Linked DNA regions of Zea mays: region 1 is linked to region 2. A link is a contact called in public HiChIP or PLAC-seq data. All regions are on one chromosome and are shown on one strand. The core of a region is the stretch at or near the end of the contact, and the rest is flanking DNA. Distances in the headings are between cores, read along the strand shown.

The links. HiChIP or PLAC-seq counts read pairs in DNA pulled down with a chosen protein or histone mark.
Region 1: an H3K4me3 HiChIP or PLAC-seq map of leaf shows a contact between it and region 2, with 3 times the contacts expected there. The contact joins the promoter of LOC100272542 here to the promoter of LOC103633404 in region 2. A contact is called at or near these places in 1 of 25 Hi-C or Micro-C datasets (tassel) and 1 of 3 datasets of contacts at active chromatin or transcription factors (leaf).

What each region holds. Positions count from the first base shown.
Region 1 is chr7:173,184,710-173,187,409 of Zm-B73-REFERENCE-NAM-5.0, forward strand. LOC100272542 (Eukaryotic aspartyl protease family protein) reads left to right here and starts at 1,383. Exons shown (of 1, transcript NM_001147010.1): 1 at 1,383-2,700. The coding sequence starts at 1,399.
Region 2 is chr7:173,059,052-173,061,751 of Zm-B73-REFERENCE-NAM-5.0, forward strand. LOC103633404 (putative methylesterase 11, chloroplastic) reads left to right here and starts at 1,349. Exons shown (of 5, transcript XM_008655108.3): 1 at 1,349-1,878. The coding sequence starts at 1,537.

The sequences.
Region 1 (2,700 bases), core at 133-2,632, 130 kb after region 2:
AGTAAGATTATTACCTTAAATATATTTTAGAGATCAATTTAAAAATGTCTTCTAACATTTCTAGATGCAAAATCATCAATGATGGCTTCAATATTTACATCATCTAATAATTTCTTCTCAATACATAAAGTTGCTAGCCCGTCTAACCTTTCTTGAGACATTGCAAACCTTAAATAATTCTTCAATAACGTAAGCTTTGAGAAGCTCCTTTCAGCTGATGCCACAGTTATTGGTATAGTAAATAATATTCGATAAGCAACAAATATATTGTGATAGCAATCCATTCTCCTAACAAACTCAAAAATATATTGGTATAGTAAATAATATCCGTTTCTATCATATATTCTTATTGGACTTTGTGTGCGGTGGGGCCCCTGGGAGATGGGGGCCTAGGTCGGCCGCCCCTCCCGCCCTACCTCAGGCACGGCCCTGTCTCAAACGAACAAGTTCTTCGTGGAAGGTCTGTTCGTTTTTCACGGATTGAATACCTGGAACGGTTCTTGACCGGATTGTTTCTCTAATTTATGTAAGTTTTGACAAGTTGGAATGAATTCTGGTCTAATACTGGACAAACGAACGGGCCCTGAGTATATCTCAAGCTCCAGCCGTGTACTCAATCATCCCTGAGCCACCGTTCCAGTCAGAAGTTTCTTTGAACCATATCATGTCGCGGACAGTATTGGATCAGTAGTTGGGGCACCCAGCTACATCCGCCATTCTTCCATTATGTCTCGCAGTTGAAGGTGCAGGCAGGCTCTACGGGAGCAGTGGACTGAACACGTCCAGCCTGCCGAGGCCGTCCGTCTTCCTATTTTTTTCTCCATCGCCTCGAAGGAAGCCGGCAAGCCGCACGCTTGCGGCGGAATACTTCGGCAGCCACAGCGTCATGCTACAGCTCCTGCTCACGGGCTTCCGTCCCATCCGTCACCTCTGGATCCTTCCTTCCCTCCTCGCTCCTCGGGGAGACGAGGTCCCTCCCTGTCGCTCACGGCTCACCTCTGGATTCGGTGAGCTGGGCGTCTCGGTGCGGGTGCGTCCGTCACACACGCTAGTAGCCTACTCCTAGTACAGTACTACTAGTACTTGGAAAGGGGTTCGTTGGGCAGCTCTGGTCGTCTTCCCGGTGGACAACAAACCCGCGTTTTCCCACGGCCACCGTCCCCAACATTCGCGGATTCCAGCCCCGCCTCCTCTCCCCCTTCCTTGTTCAATGGTCAAAACCCACACACCTCCCCCGCACGCAGTCGTCTTTTCCTCCCTGACCCGCGTTCCTTTATATATATTTCCCCCCAATTCCACCACCACCAACCTCCTCTTCGTCCTCATCAACCCCTGCTCCCCCGCCGTCGCCTGCTGTTCCGTGAAGGACTAGTAATCCATCGGTCCACTGCCTCAGCTATGTTGCAGCTCGCGGCGCGGTCGCTGCTGCTGTTCTTGCTCCTGGTCTCGCCAGCTGTGGCTTCAGCTGGCATCGCGAAGCTCAACTCCTCGTCGCCCCTCTTTGGCATCGAGTTCCCGCCGTTCAACACCGCCGTCGCCGACACCGGCTGCGACAGCAAGTTGGGTGCAGCCGAGGACGCGGCGGATGAGCAGAAGCCGGCGAGCCCGTCCTCGTCGCTGAAGCTGCACATGACCCACCGCCGCGGCGCCGAGGGGGGCAGGACGCGGAAAGGTTCGTTCTTAGATTTGGCCGAGAAGGATGCGGTCCGCGTCGAGGCGATGCACCGGAGAGTGGCGTCCTCGTCCTCGTCTCCGCGGCGTGGGCGGGCGCTGTCGGAGTCGGAGCGCGTGGTGGCGACGGTGGAGTCCGGCGTGGCGGTCGGGTCCGCCGAGTACCTCATGGACGTCTACGTCGGCACGCCGCCGCGGCGCTTCCAGATGATCATGGACACCGGCAGCGACCTCAACTGGCTGCAGTGCGCGCCGTGCCTGGACTGCTTCGAGCAGCGCGGCCCGGTGTTCGACCCCGCCGCGTCCTCCTCCTACCGCAACCTCACCTGCGGCGACCCCCGCTGCGGCCACGTGGCGCCGCCCGAGGCGCCGGCGCCGAGGGCGTGCCGCCGCCCCGGGGAGGACCCCTGCCCGTACTACTACTGGTACGGGGACCAGTCCAACAGCACCGGCGACCTGGCCCTCGAGTCCTTCACGGTCAACCTCACGGCCCCGGGCGCGTCCAGCCGCGTGGACGGCGTGGTGTTCGGGTGCGGCCACCGGAACCGCGGCCTCTTCCACGGCGCGGCGGGCCTGCTGGGCCTCGGCCGCGGCCCGCTGTCGTTCGCGTCCCAGCTCCGCGCCGTCTACGGCGGCCACACCTTCTCCTACTGCCTGGTGGACCACGGCAGCGACGTCGCCAGCAAGGTGGTGTTCGGGGAGGACGACGCCCTGGCGCTGGCGGCGCACCCGCGGCTCAAGTACACGGCGTTCGCGCCCGCGTCGTCGCCGGCGGACACGTTCTACTACGTCAGGCTCACGGGCGTGCTGGTGGGCGGCGAGCTGCTGAACATCAGCTCGGACACGTGGGACGCGAGCGAGGGCGGCTCCGGCGGCACAATCATCGACTCCGGCACCACGCTGAGCTACTTCGTGGAGCCGGCGTACCAGGTGATCCGCCGCGCGTTCATCGACCGGATGAGCGGCTCGTACCCTCCGGTCCCGGACTTCCCGGTGCTCAGCCCGTGCTACAACGTGTCCGGCGTGGAG
Region 2 (2,700 bases), core at 99-2,598:
TCATAATGATTAATGATATCATGATCCAAAATCTATGTAATGAACAACGAGTTTATGATTTGGTATAAAAATTATTAGTAGAGAGAACGAAATACAAATAATAAGTTGTATAATTAAGTGATCTTGCACTAAGTTATCCATCCACTACATATATAACGCTAGTAAAAACTATAATAGCAAGCAAGCAACACTCTCACCGACTACTGATACATTCACCAATTGATAAAAATTATGAAGTAAATAAGGAATAATAAGTTTGTTGTTCGTTTATAAAATAAAATGACAATATGCACTAGGTTTGGTCGGGTTTAAAAAACCCACGGGTTCACGGGTTTGGGTACTATAGGAATAAACCCGTACCCATAAACCCGTTGGGTATAAATTTATGCCCATTAACAAACTCATGGGTATGAAAACTGACCCATACCCGTACCCTAATAGAGTAAAAACCCATCGGGTTTCGGGTACCCATCGCCATCTCTTGGGCTGTTCGCTGCGGCTTGCTGCGGCTGCAATCCGGCTGCGGCTGCGGCTTCTACAGTATTTTTCTCTCTATGGATTGCAGCTGCAGCAGTCCAAACAGCTGCAACAGTGTCGGCTTGCAGCCTGCCGAACACGCCCTCTAATCCCCAGCCTGATAGGTGCCAATCACATGTACAGACCATCATGGTTGCTTTGCTTAGGGCCGCGCGCCTGGACAAATGGACCACCTGATTTAAGTTCGCATTAACGCTAGCATGCAGCTTAGAAAAAGCACAACAAGCCCATGACTGACGAGTGACAAGCGTGCATCCTTTACCACAACGTCTGCATCTGGGGGCAAACAAATAAAAAAAACTCGAAATCTTGCTACAAGAACTGCCCATTTGTGGCATCGATCCATCTACTGCGTGCGAACTAATCATGCTGAGCACTTGTAGCTAGCAGCCCAACAGTGTCTTATCTTTAGTTGGAGAGTGAGAAACCAATTAAAGGATGGCGATTCGATCGGGTGCCTTTACCTAACCTTTTTGTTCTGGGCCTACTGTTGTTCATCAGAAAGGGGTAAAAGTGTAAAACCGTGAAAACACACATAGCAAGGTTGTTAATGCTTTTCGTCTCTCTTGAAAAGCTTGGCCACAGAGTTCAGCGCAGGAAAAAAAAAAGCAGGCCGGGTGAAGGAGAACCCGGCGACGATGACAGGAAACCGCTACACAGCCATGCCGTCGTAGTTTGAACTCCACACAAGCATATCTGAAACTGGAAAAAGGTGTCAAGCTACTATGTGCGAAATTCCTTGAACAAGGAGCCCCTATGTGCAAAATAGGCGGTACCAGAAGAAGTATAAATTTCCGTATCCTCTTGCCTTGCATTGCATTACTGCCGCGCCCGCACTCCGCCCGTGCCCTGCCTGCCTGCCTGCCATTTCTGCCGCCGCCCCCTCCTCGTCGAGCTCCCTCCCTGCTCCCCTCCTGAATCGCGGCAGCAGCAGTCAAGGCAAGGATTTCCTGGCTGCCTGCTCCGAAGGCCCGCCCGAACCTACCCGGCTCGGCCCCGATGGGTTCGCTGGTGTCCTGCCTCTCCGACCCCTGCCAGTCGGGGAACGGGTCCCCGCCGCCGCAGGCGAGGCGGCGCTCCTCCACCTCCTCCCGCGGCCGTGGCGGCGGCGGCGGCGGGAGGGACTCCGCCAAGGCGTCCGTGACCATAGACGAGGAGGCGCTGGCCGCGGCGGCGGCGCTCGTGCTGGGGCAGCGGGGCGGTGGCGCGTTCGAGCGGTCCGCGTCGGTGCGGTACGCGGCCAAGCGGCACGGCCAGGGCCCGCCGCTGCCCCGCAGCTGCAGCACGCGCCCCAGGTCGCTCGCTGACCCCGAGCTCCAGCCGCAGCAGCTCCTCGCCAAGGTGAGAACCCTGACGCCATACCACTCCTTGTCTTCTTCCTTCCTTCCTCCCTCCCTCCATACTAGCTTGCTTGCCCGTCCGCCCGCCTGTCGTCCCGTTCCCGTCCCCCCCATTGCTTGGTTCGGTTGGTCGTTGGTGCGCGCGCCACCGCGTTGAATTCTCGTGCAGTCTCCTTTGACTTTGTGCCTTCTTCTCTGCGACTTTCCACCTGGGGCGGTTGGCGTCCTCGCGTCGAAATCAATGGAAGGCAGGGGCGGGCGACCACCTCCGTGCCTGTCTGTCTTACTGGGACCGGACATGACAATCCGGTTAGCATATGCCGTAGCCCCCATATGTGGGCGAGAGCGAGACCGAGACCGTTCAAATCGGAACGCCTGCAGATCCGAACCGGTGCAATGCACGTGCTTTGCTTCCATCTGTAGCTACCACCATAAGACTAATACCTGACTTTATCATCGATAGTTGATGAGTACTCCTTGAGAAAAAAATGTGAACGAGTAGTTATCTGACAGCGACCAAGCACTGATTTGGTTGTTGGCTGATAGTGGTTGGTCGTACAGTTGGTTTTTTTCAGAAGCTCTCACGCATAAGGGCTGTAGAAACTGATTGACTGTTGTTTCTAGCTCTGGTGGTGGTGAGATCATGTTGGCTTGTGTGTTCGTTCCTCTGGAGAAAGGACGAAGATGTATTGTTCCCAGGTTTGCTCTGATCATGTTGTCTCGAGAATTTGCTATATACTGGCATTTTTGACCGCTAACAGTGTTGTTGACTGGTAAGAGGGTAACGCGGGCTACGTAGGAAGCCGAGGATGATTGGGATCCG